Linked DNA regions of Mus musculus: region 1 is linked to region 2. A link is a contact called in public promoter capture Hi-C data. All regions are on one chromosome and are shown on one strand. Each heading gives the region's core, a stretch centred on a gene start, on an enhancer-like site or on the middle of the called end of the contact. The rest is flanking DNA. Distances are from core to core; before and after follow the strand shown. Region 1 overlaps Sh3glb1 (SH3-domain GRB2-like B1 (endophilin)). Region 2 has its middle 47 kb from the start of Selenof.

Region 1 (5,046 bases), core at 448-2,947, 88 kb before region 2:
TACTGGGCTACATCCCCAGGCCAGCTTTGTGTCTCCATGTACCCGTCCTCTTTAATCTCATCGGCAGAGATTATAGTTAGCATATGATAGGATAGGCGCTTAGTTCATCTCTGTCCTTTTCATTTATATAATTTACCTTAAATTACTTTTAAATAAGTGTACCTTTCAAATAATGTTTGGTTCTGCTGACATAAACAGGCTGACGGTGCACTTTTTTAAGCCGATCAAGCAGGTAAATTATATTAATTTTCTGATATTATTAAACTATTAAAAAGATACAATTTTTTTTGTTTCTTTGAAGGAAATGCCCTTATTAAATGTGGAGAAACACAGAAGCGAATTGGAACAGCTGACCGAGAGCTGATTCAAACATCAGCCTTAAATTTCCTCACTCCTTTAAGAAACTTTATAGAAGGGGATTACAAAACAATCGCAGTAAGTAGGAAAATGATCCATTTGTCGCAAGATTTAGACTTCTGCTTTGTCTTTGATGAATAATCCACCCTCTTAGTTATGGTAAATGTTACAGATTCAAATGCTTAAATATTCTAAATAGGTGCACACTCACCAGAATACAAACTAAACTTCAAGAAAAAGCTTTTCGTAACATAATCCCCAGTCTTTAGCCCTACCTTTAAATCTGTGGAGAAATTCCTGGAATAACTATGAAAATAAAATATTGCTATAGTATACTTGCATGTTAATTTAAACTAACTAGAAACCTAAATATCGTAAATTGTATTTCTGTTCCATACTTTAGCTATATATTCCAAGAAGTGTATTGTTTTTGAAATGCTATTCATTGCTGAAGCATAAACGTTTATGTTGTCACTTTCTTTATAAACTTAGTCTGTTCGTCCAGAAAGCTTGTCTCATCACTGACAGAGAATAGAAGCTCTTGGTCACTGTTTCTTCCTAAGACTTTCTCAGTGCTACCCATTGTTATACATATAACCCTATCTATATTGCATACTACAGTTATCCTAGGACATTTCAGTATATTTACCGTGTTTTACTTCTGTGAACATCAGTAGTCTGGGCTTTACTTAAATTGAAATTACTAAAAAAAAATACTAGCTTAAGCTCAGAATATGGCTCAGTGTTTGCCTAGCATGATAAAATTGGGTTCAGTCCCTCCATTAAAAATAATAATATGTCAGTAGGATGAAATCTGATACATGGAATATAAAAATGAAGAAAAAGGACTCTATTACAGTTATTATAAAGTATTGTGTAGAAACTTGAATTGCTATTAACAACAATATACTGTTTATATATTATTCGGTCTGTAAATTTTAAATTCTGTTTTGTAGTAGTTGAGTTACATTTAGTGGTGTGACATATTAAGAACAACTGGCCCAATGTATAGATGGCCTTACAGATTTTAGTGTTCTTGGCTTTACTTTATTCTTTTTGATTATTTATAGAAAGAAAGGAAACTATTACAGAATAAGAGACTGGATTTGGATGCTGCAAAAACAAGACTAAAAAAGGCAAAAGCTGCAGAAACTAAAAGTTCAGTAAGTAGTGTCTGTTTATTTGTGTCTAATAGACAACCATTTCAGCTCAGGAACTTCAAAGATTGTGAAGTATTTTACTGGTACACCATGCAAAATGCAGATTACAGAACAGTGTGGCAAGCAGGCCATATTTCTATTATGAAACACATTGGTCAGAACTAAACACATCCAAGCCAATACAAAAGAGTCATCAAGAGGCATTAATCACCACCATGGGGGGAGGTGTCTCCTAAGGCTACCTTTGTACTCTATTCTTAGTGTGCATGACTAATATGCTTTTTTAAAAAAGGAGATAGATATAATAGGAATGGGAAAAGATTTTAATTAAGGTGAAAATGAATCAATTTTGAAAATATTTGCCTATGGCTTAAAAAGTAAATAAATTTTGTTTCCATGTGTAACTCAAAGGAATTGTCAAAAAGAATAGTTCCATAATCAGCTCCCAAACGCTGACACCATTGCATACACTAGCAAGCGTTTGCTGAAAGGACCCTGATATAGCTGTCTCTTGTGAGACGATGCCGGGGCCCAGCAAACACAGAAGTGGATGCTCACAGTCGGCTATTGGATGGGTCACACGGCCCCCAATGGAGGAGTTAGAGAAAATACCCAAGGAGCTAAAGAGATTTGCAACCCTATAGGTGGAACAACAATATGAACTAACCAGTACCCCCCGGAGCTCCTGTCTCTAGCTGCATATGTATCAAAAGATGGCCTAGACGGCCATCAGTGGAAAGAGAGGCCCATTGGTCGTGCAAACTTTATCTGCCTCAGTACAGGGGAACGCCAGGGCCAAGAAGTTGGAGTGGGTGGGTAGGGGAGTGGGTGGGGGAGCGTGTGTGGGACTTTTGGGATAGCATTGGAAATATAAATGAAATAAATACCTAATAAAAAAAAGAAATTTAAAAAAAAAAAGAATAGTTCCAAAAAGGTTGAATAGTGTTAGCATGGTCTCCCAGGTGGCTCTATGTGGAGAAATAAGTTTGGATGTATTTTTAGAAAGCCAGCTTTAAAAATAGGGGTTTTTAATTGTATATTAAATATGATAGTTCAGTGCTTTTAGCTATAACTTTTATTGATATACTCTATTCTAACATGTACATTATTTATATCAGGACGTAACAGTTTGAAAAATAGTATAATATAAACAAATGTGAGTTTGTTAGAAGAAGCTAACATTTTAACTTGAGCATAGGGATGTGTGTGGTTACGAGGCGTGATATCAGGACTAGCCACCACAAGCACAGCCGCTGTATAGAAAGCATATAACCTCACTGCCAGGGAAGTCCTGCAGTCGCCTTTGGAGAAAGAAAGGTTGAAATGTATACTTTGTATTAGCGAGTGCTGGGCAGGGCTAGCTCTGAGACAACAGCAATTCACTTTCATTTTCACTTCTCAGTTTATTACAACGTCATCACCACAGTGTGATTTCCATTAAACAAGCCATCTGTAAAATTAATATTTTACAAATGAATGCAGGAGACTCCAAGAGACCCTACATTAGTTTATTGGTTTCTAGTTGTTATGACAGATAAGTTAGCATGGACTGACTTTTGAGATTCTAACTTTATAATTAGGAAAATCTTAACAAGAATCATTATTCCCTTAATAAGGGGAGTAGGAAAAAACCTGATAACTGTGGCATAAGACTAGTAGTGCCAGGCTGCAGTGGGAACATTTACTTAACAAGCACGAGGCTGGTCTGCTTTTAACATAGCCAAGTGCCAGGAAGCCCAGATCTCAGGGTGACTGTCCTCTGCTTATGCTACAGTGCTGTAGCACTGCTCTTAGCATAGGAGCTAAGTATAATAGACACCTTCTGAAAAAAACAAAATAGTTCTGGGAGAGTTGTTGGCAGTTACTACAGCCATGAAAATTCGTGTTCAGAATTACAAGATGATACAGGTGGTATAGCCCAGCAATTTGATTTATTTTAATGTTTCTAGAAATATGGCATTACATAAAAATTTATCGATAGCCAAATCATGAAAATATTAGTCGGGACAAAAATTCTGGGTCTTTTTCCCTAGTTAACTCATTCTTCTTCAGTCATTGCCATAAATTTGAATCCCACTAGGTAGGAAAAGTGCTCTTGGTTGATTCCTGCACGTAGCCGTGAGACATACTGCTGCATTTGGTGAAATCGGCTCTCTCCCTGCTCTTTCGGTAAATGAAAGAGGAGAAGCCGCTGCGACTTTAGTTTTGCCTTTTGTTTTTGTTTTTGTTTTCTGCTATAGTTGTTGATTTTTAGCTGGCAAGTAAAGAGGGTACTTGTTAGCCTAGATATTGTTTAGTTTCACTGCTTTCTTAAAACATGAGTTATTTTGTGACTCCCACTGCTGGACTAGGGAGGTTCATCACCACTTTCTAAAATATTTTAGTTACTGTTTTCCTGGTTTTGCTTTTTAAATTCTGTTTGTATTGAATGCTAATTTTGTTAAATGTTCCTACTTTAATTAATACTACAAAATTTCTGCTACCCTCAATTCACAAATTAGTAGATTAGCCTTAGCTATATTATTAAAAAACAAAAACAAAAACAAAAAAGCCAGATGTAATCTACCTGTCTCCAGCATTGAGTAACTTCTGTTTAGGTTTGTGTACTGAAAAATGATAAAACGATACCAGAAGCATTTCTCAAAAATGTCCCAGCATAGTGAGACTAAAAAAGTCTCACAGTGAATATGAAAAAAACTATTGATACAGTAAGACTCTACTGAGAGCGTGCGTGGTCAGCCATAGAATACTTGCCCTGATTATGTTCCCAGCACCACTAAATAAATAAATAATAATGAAATAAAGAAAAGCAGACATAGGTAGGCCTGTGATCCTAGCACTTGAGAGAGTACCCCAGCTGCCTTCTGAACTTGAGGCCAGTGTGGGGTGAGTGAGAACTGCTTAAAAACAAAACAAAAATGCCAATAAACAATCATGTCAGAGAAGTGCGGAGAAAAGTGAATTAGTGTGTTTAAATCATGAGGCACCTATATTTGGTAACTTAATAATAATATTATGTTTTAAAAACACTTGTTTAATGAGGAGAAAGAATTGGTTTTAGTGTTTTTTAGCATTTAAAGGAATCTATGAGAAAGTACCCCTTCAGGTAATTTCCATAGCATAAATTCTTTTTGTGACTTAAGTATATCCGCAGCAATCTAAATCTTTAGCCCATAACTCAGTAGGTTAGCGCACTGTCATTAACCTCAACTTTACCTATACACATTTGCATTTAAAGCTCATTAGAAACACAGGCACTGCTTATCTTCCATGTGTATAAGCTAGATCCACATGGCTGAGAAAATGGTCACAAACGCCAAAAGTTCACAGAACAGAAATGAGCATTAAACAGGAAATGTGTTGGTATGAAGTAGGCTTTCATAGATGAAAATTTAATAGTGTTAATTTGTAATTTTTAAAGCGTATGTTTCCCATAAATGAGTCTGATTAGAAATTAAGTATCAACTGGTTTTTGTTTTGAAAGTTCTGTATCTCTGGGTAGGCACTATTGCATGAACTCTTTAGAAAA
Region 2 (5,058 bases), core at 1,890-4,389:
ACCTGAAGTTCCCCTTTATAATCCTGATTTACAACTCCAGGGTGGACAATAAGACTTTGTAGGCTGCAAGAGCCTGCCTCTGTTATTTTGGCCACAAAATCTGAGAAGGACTCCTGAGGTCCCTGGACGATCTTTGTTAGTTGTCTAGTGGCTTTACCTGCTCGGGAGAGCGCCTTTCAGGCCCTAATAGCCTTTTCATCTGATTCAGAACTACTAAGAACTGGCTCCTTGAGCTCATCTAGTGATGAGTATAGGTTCCTTCTCCTAGAAACCTCCGCTAATTGATCTTTTTTCTTTTCTTTTTCCTTTTCCTTTCTTCTAATCTCTCCCCAGGTATTCTTACCTGACCTTAACTTTTTCTCGGGTTCAAGACCCTTGGAAAGGCCTGTATACTTATTTTGTGTACCATATTTCCTCTTTGCTCCTACTCTCTCTCCCGCTTTACTTCTGATAGATTGCCCTGAATTTCATCCAGAATTTTTAGCCCTGCCTTAACCACTTGATAACATGTGAAAAGGAACAAAAAGGCTCCTAACACTAGAAAAAGTTCAAGGCCAAACATACCTTGTAAAGCTATTTCCTACTTTACTTCTGATAGACTGTCTTGAATTTCGTTAGAAAGTTCAAGACCAGACTTACCTTGTAAAGCTATTTCCCACTTTACTTCTGATAGACTGTCTTGAATTTCGTTAGAAAGTTCAAGACCAGACTTACCTTGTAAAGCTATACTTACGGGTACCCTGTTCCCCAGCTGAAGAGTTCTGAATTCACGCAGTTGAATCCTTCTCAACAGTCTGTTTTACGGGAACCTTTATGACCGTGACCCGCAGTTCTGGTTCCGGAATGAGGGATCTTCCTTGCGCCAGTGATGGTTAATTCCCGTCCCGAGTTTTTTTGTTCCGGGTTTTTTCTTCCCGGATTTTCTCGTCCCGGGTTTCGGCACCAACTCTTACACGCGTTCTCACGACCGGCCAGGAAAGACACAACAAACCAGAATCTTCTGCGGCAAAACTTTATTGCTTACATCTTCAGGAGCAAGAGTGCAAAACTCAAACCCAAAAACGAAAGCGAAACCCCGTCCCTATTTAGGAGAGTTATCCTTCGCCTAGGACGTATCACTCCCTGATTGGCTGCAGCCCATGGCCGAGTTGTTGCCACGGGGAAGGCAGAGTACATGGGGTGGAGAAATACCCTTGGCACATGCGCAGATTATTTGTTTACCACTTAGAACACAGCTGTCAGCGCCATCTTGTGACGGCGAATGTGGGGGCGGCTTCCCACAGTGAGGGTCTCAGTTCAGCTCTGAGAACCCACACAAAAGCCAGGCTCTGCGGACCTGATGCTGTGGTTGGGAAGACAGGAAGTAGTGCAGCAGCCATTGCATTAGGCCCTGGAGCTACAATCCACGATGAGCCACGGTCATTGTCTTCTCGAGGTGGACATGTCTGTGGAGATCGTACCTCCAGTAATCCATGGTATTAATTGTATGTCACATGATCGACAATAGTGGCAAGAATGGGCACATTTTTCTATTCTCTTTTTTTTTTCTTGGTTTTTCGGGACAGGGTTTCTCTGTGTAGCCCTGGCTGTCCTGGAACTCACTCTGTAGACCAGGCTGGCCTCAAACTCAGAAATCTGCCTGCCTCTGCCTCTCAAGTGCTGGGATTAAAGGCGTGTGTCACCACACCCGGCATCCTTTTTCTATTCTTAAAACACAGTATTTTTTTCATTTTCTCCCTTTTACCCCCTCCCCTAACTGTCTGAAAAAGGTATCAGGCGAGGCCAAGCAGAAGAGGCAGTGGTCCAGCAGGGCCACGAGCTATGGCAAGACTAACATCCTAGTTAGTTTTATCCGTTAGCTTTAAGTAGTTAGCTCTGACACACCCTAGAGTCAGCTGAGAGGAACTCTCACCCAAGGACCTGGAGGATTGCTCTGTATTGGACTGACCTAGGGGCATGTCTGTAGGGTATGATCTTAATTGTTAGTTGAAGTTGGAGAGCCCACTGTTTGAGACACCATTCCCCTGGCACGTGGTAGTCCTGCACTGTATTATAAAAACCAAGCTGATGGGGCCAGGAGATGACTCAGTGGTCAAGAGCACCGGCTGTTCTTCCAGATGACCCAAGTTCAATTCCAGGCACCCACACAGTGGCTCACAACCATGTGTAGCTCCAGTTCCAGGGGACTGACAACTTCCTCTGACCTCCTAGGGTGCCATTCACAGACATACACACAGACAATCACATCAAAGTGATCCAAAGCCATACCACAGGAAACAGCGTGGGTCACCAGAGTCAGTGCCGTGAAATGACTGGTTAACGTGTTAACGTGTTAGCTGATAATGCATAAGCTGACTAGCCAGCATCAGACGGACTGAAGGCACTCTACAGCTCTGGCTGGAACTGCTTACAATGTCAGCATCTATCCCGAAGTCTAAAATAGAAGCAGAAGTCAGGAATGTTCCAAATGAGGAAGACGTTGAGACTCATGGGAAGCAGAAAAAATGTGTGATCCTGGCTTGAATCCTCTGCTTATAAAAAGCTGCCGATTCCACCGGAAAATCTTAAGTGGACTTGGCTGGAAGAAGGATGTAGGGCAATTCTTTGTAACTATTCTTGTAACTTTTCCACAGGAAACTATTTGAAAAAAAATTAAGTAGTATGATTGCTGTGGCAATACAGCTTATTTGAGCTACTGGTGTGGCTGAGAGAATAACAGGGTGCTGTTGGGTGGGAGATGGGTTGGGGATAACAAACAGGTGGCTCTGAGCAAGAAAGCGTGTTTGTCAGAGGGAAGGAGGATTCATGGTTTGAGCTTCCCTCGTTTGAGCTGTGAGTTTCTTCTTCCCAGCCATGTTGGCCCAAGCACCTTACCTCGAAACTCTCTGTTGCCCTCCCTGCTAGCACTGTCTGTCTACCAGATGCCCCCTGAAAGCACTGTCTACCAGAGGATCCTGAAGATACTGGGAAGCCGAAAGAAGGCTCCTTCAGACACTTAGGAGATATCAGTGCAGTGACATCATATGGCCAGCAGATGGCAGCAGGCAATTCTGGGAAAGAAGAGCCTACTGGAGCAGGGAGGGAGGGCTGGTGAGGCCAGGGCCTGGCTGGCTCCAGCTGTTGGCTCTCTGTGAATTACAGCCTCCTGCCAGGCAACAGAGCCTCCTACAACCCAACCTTGCTCTCTGGAAATAATGGGGGAAAGAGAAGGAGGGCTGAGAGAAAAGTCTTCATTGTGTTTTTGAAGAAAGATGCTTTTATTTCTTCCAATAATGCAGGAGAGAAAAGGAGAAGCCATCATTTCGCAGAACTTGAATGAAATGCCTCAGAGTCCTGGGAGTTAATAGAAAGAGTTGGATTCACTGGTGAGAGGGCGGGACACACCCTCAGTACTCAGGACAAAGGAAGAATACAGACTCAGTTCACTTGTAGTGTGGAGGCAGGGGCTTGAGAATCAGATGAGCCAATCTGTGCATTACAGGGTGTGGTTAAGTATTCGAAAAATCGCTGCAATTGTTGCTACTTATTGGACACTTATTGAGGGCCAGCAAATAACACCCGGCACCAACCCAAGTGTTCGGTGTGTGCTCTATCATGAAATCTCTTCCAGAGTTATGTGTGTGTATGTATTTTGCATATTTCACATTTAAAATTTCAGGCTTAGAGATTGTAACTCATTAATATAAGTTTGTGAGGGTGTTTTACTGTGTGCCTACTGGGGACATACTGACAAGACCAGGGTTGAGGACAAACATGATCCTTCTCTTTTTGTAACTTACTGTCTAGCTGTGAATCCTAGGGTTGAGAACAGAGCCAGGACTTGATTTCAGGTTGGTCAGATACAAACGACTTCTGCTGCCGTTCTAATAACAATAATCGCAATAAAGCTGCACCATTGCTTGCTGTTTAGCACCCCGCTTCCTCCGAGCAGGCCTTTATTAAACCTCTCATTTGTAAAGTAGAAGTTAAAAACACCTAGTTTATAGTTGTCTGGAGAATAAATAAGATAATTCTAATTAAATGCTTACTGTAGTCTGGCATCAAAACTCATCAATAACAGGTCATTGTCATTACTAGGACTGCCTTGGGGTCTGAGATCACACACACACACACAAGTCTCATTAACACATCCTGAGAACTGTCCAAGATTAGACTGTGTCCAGCCTTGAGGTGGAGGAGAGGTTTCATCCCGGAGATGCTAGTTGCTGTTGTTGTTGTTTTGCCTTTGGGAGGGTCACTCCATCATTCTCTCTCCATGTGTCCTGGATGTGGCTGGCCCCAACCCCACCAGGGCTAGACAGATAACTCAGAGCAAGCCGTGTGGGATAATTCCTCCTCCCTGTTGATCATCAATCGAAGGATGAGTATCTCATCCAAATAGCCAATGAGAGTCACTTCAAGGGCTTTTCAAAGAGTTACCAGAAAAGAAATGATCTTTCAACTGAGGCTATTTGCAGGAAGGAATATCAGAACTGAAAGAAGCTGAGAGCAAGGTCACCCGGGAGAAAGACTGTATGTAGTCAATGGATGGCTTGAGAATCCTGATGACATCATCCGAGCCCTGGAGCCAGGGGCTGGCAAGCTTTTACTGGAAAAGGCAGGATCATAAATATATCAGATCATTCCTGCGAGGACCCAACGCATTATGGCTTGAGAGCGGCCTTAGACACTGTGTAAAGAAGTTACGTGGCTTCGTGCCACTAAAACTATTTACAGGAGCACTTGATGGGGCCCGGAGAGATGGCTCAGGGCGGAATGCTTTTCCATAGGGCCTGGGTTCAGTTCCCAGAACCCACATCAGGAAGTTGATAATCCCATATCCAAGGAATACTGCACCCTTTCTGGCCTCTGCAGGTACCCACATACATGTGGGAGACACACATTCATAAGTAAAAATAAAAATTAATCTTATAAAAAAGTCAGGCAATGGGCTAATGATCTCTCTTCTCTGAGGCTGTATGGAAAGCCAGACACCACTGGACTCTTCAGTTAGGGCTGCTGCTCACTTCCTTTCCGGATTAGGCCAGTTTGAGATTTATATCACAACATTGGAAAGGG

The links. Capture Hi-C pulls out chosen DNA fragments and counts their contacts.
Region 1: a contact with region 2 is called in a promoter capture Hi-C map of adipose tissue. The contact joins two enhancer-like sites. A contact is called at or near these places in 15 of 39 promoter capture datasets (the 3T3-L1 cell line, 3T3-L1-derived adipocytes, the C10 cell line and 8 more), 1 of 15 datasets of contacts at CTCF or cohesin (the G1E-ER4 cell line), 12 of 484 Hi-C or Micro-C datasets (the G1E-ER4 cell line, the N1E-115 cell line, Th1 cells and 6 more), 11 of 115 datasets of contacts at active chromatin or transcription factors (the 230-238 cell line, CD8 T cells, embryonic stem cells and 6 more) and 2 of 9 other capture datasets (adipose tissue and liver).

Annotation. Positions count from the first base shown.
Region 1 is chr3:144,701,987-144,707,032 of GRCm38.p6, reverse strand. Sh3glb1 (SH3-domain GRB2-like B1 (endophilin)) reads left to right here. Exons shown (of 9, transcript NM_019464.3): 4 at 302-435; 5 at 1,428-1,520. Among named protein-coding and RNA genes, the nearest start is that of Sh3glb1, 16 kb to the left of the region's middle. Within about 2 kb of position 1,697, at least 81 of the 459 cell types and tissues checked have an H3K27ac peak or open chromatin away from gene starts, as enhancers often do. A contact at or near this core is called in CD8 T cells, adipose tissue and memory CD8 T cells, where this site is marked.
Region 2 is chr3:144,615,207-144,620,264 of GRCm38.p6, reverse strand. No RefSeq gene overlaps it. Among named protein-coding and RNA genes, the nearest start is that of Selenof, 47 kb to the right of the region's middle. Within about 2 kb of position 3,139, at least 67 of the 459 cell types and tissues checked have an H3K27ac peak or open chromatin away from gene starts, as enhancers often do. A contact at or near this core is called in CD8 T cells, adipose tissue and memory CD8 T cells, where this site is marked.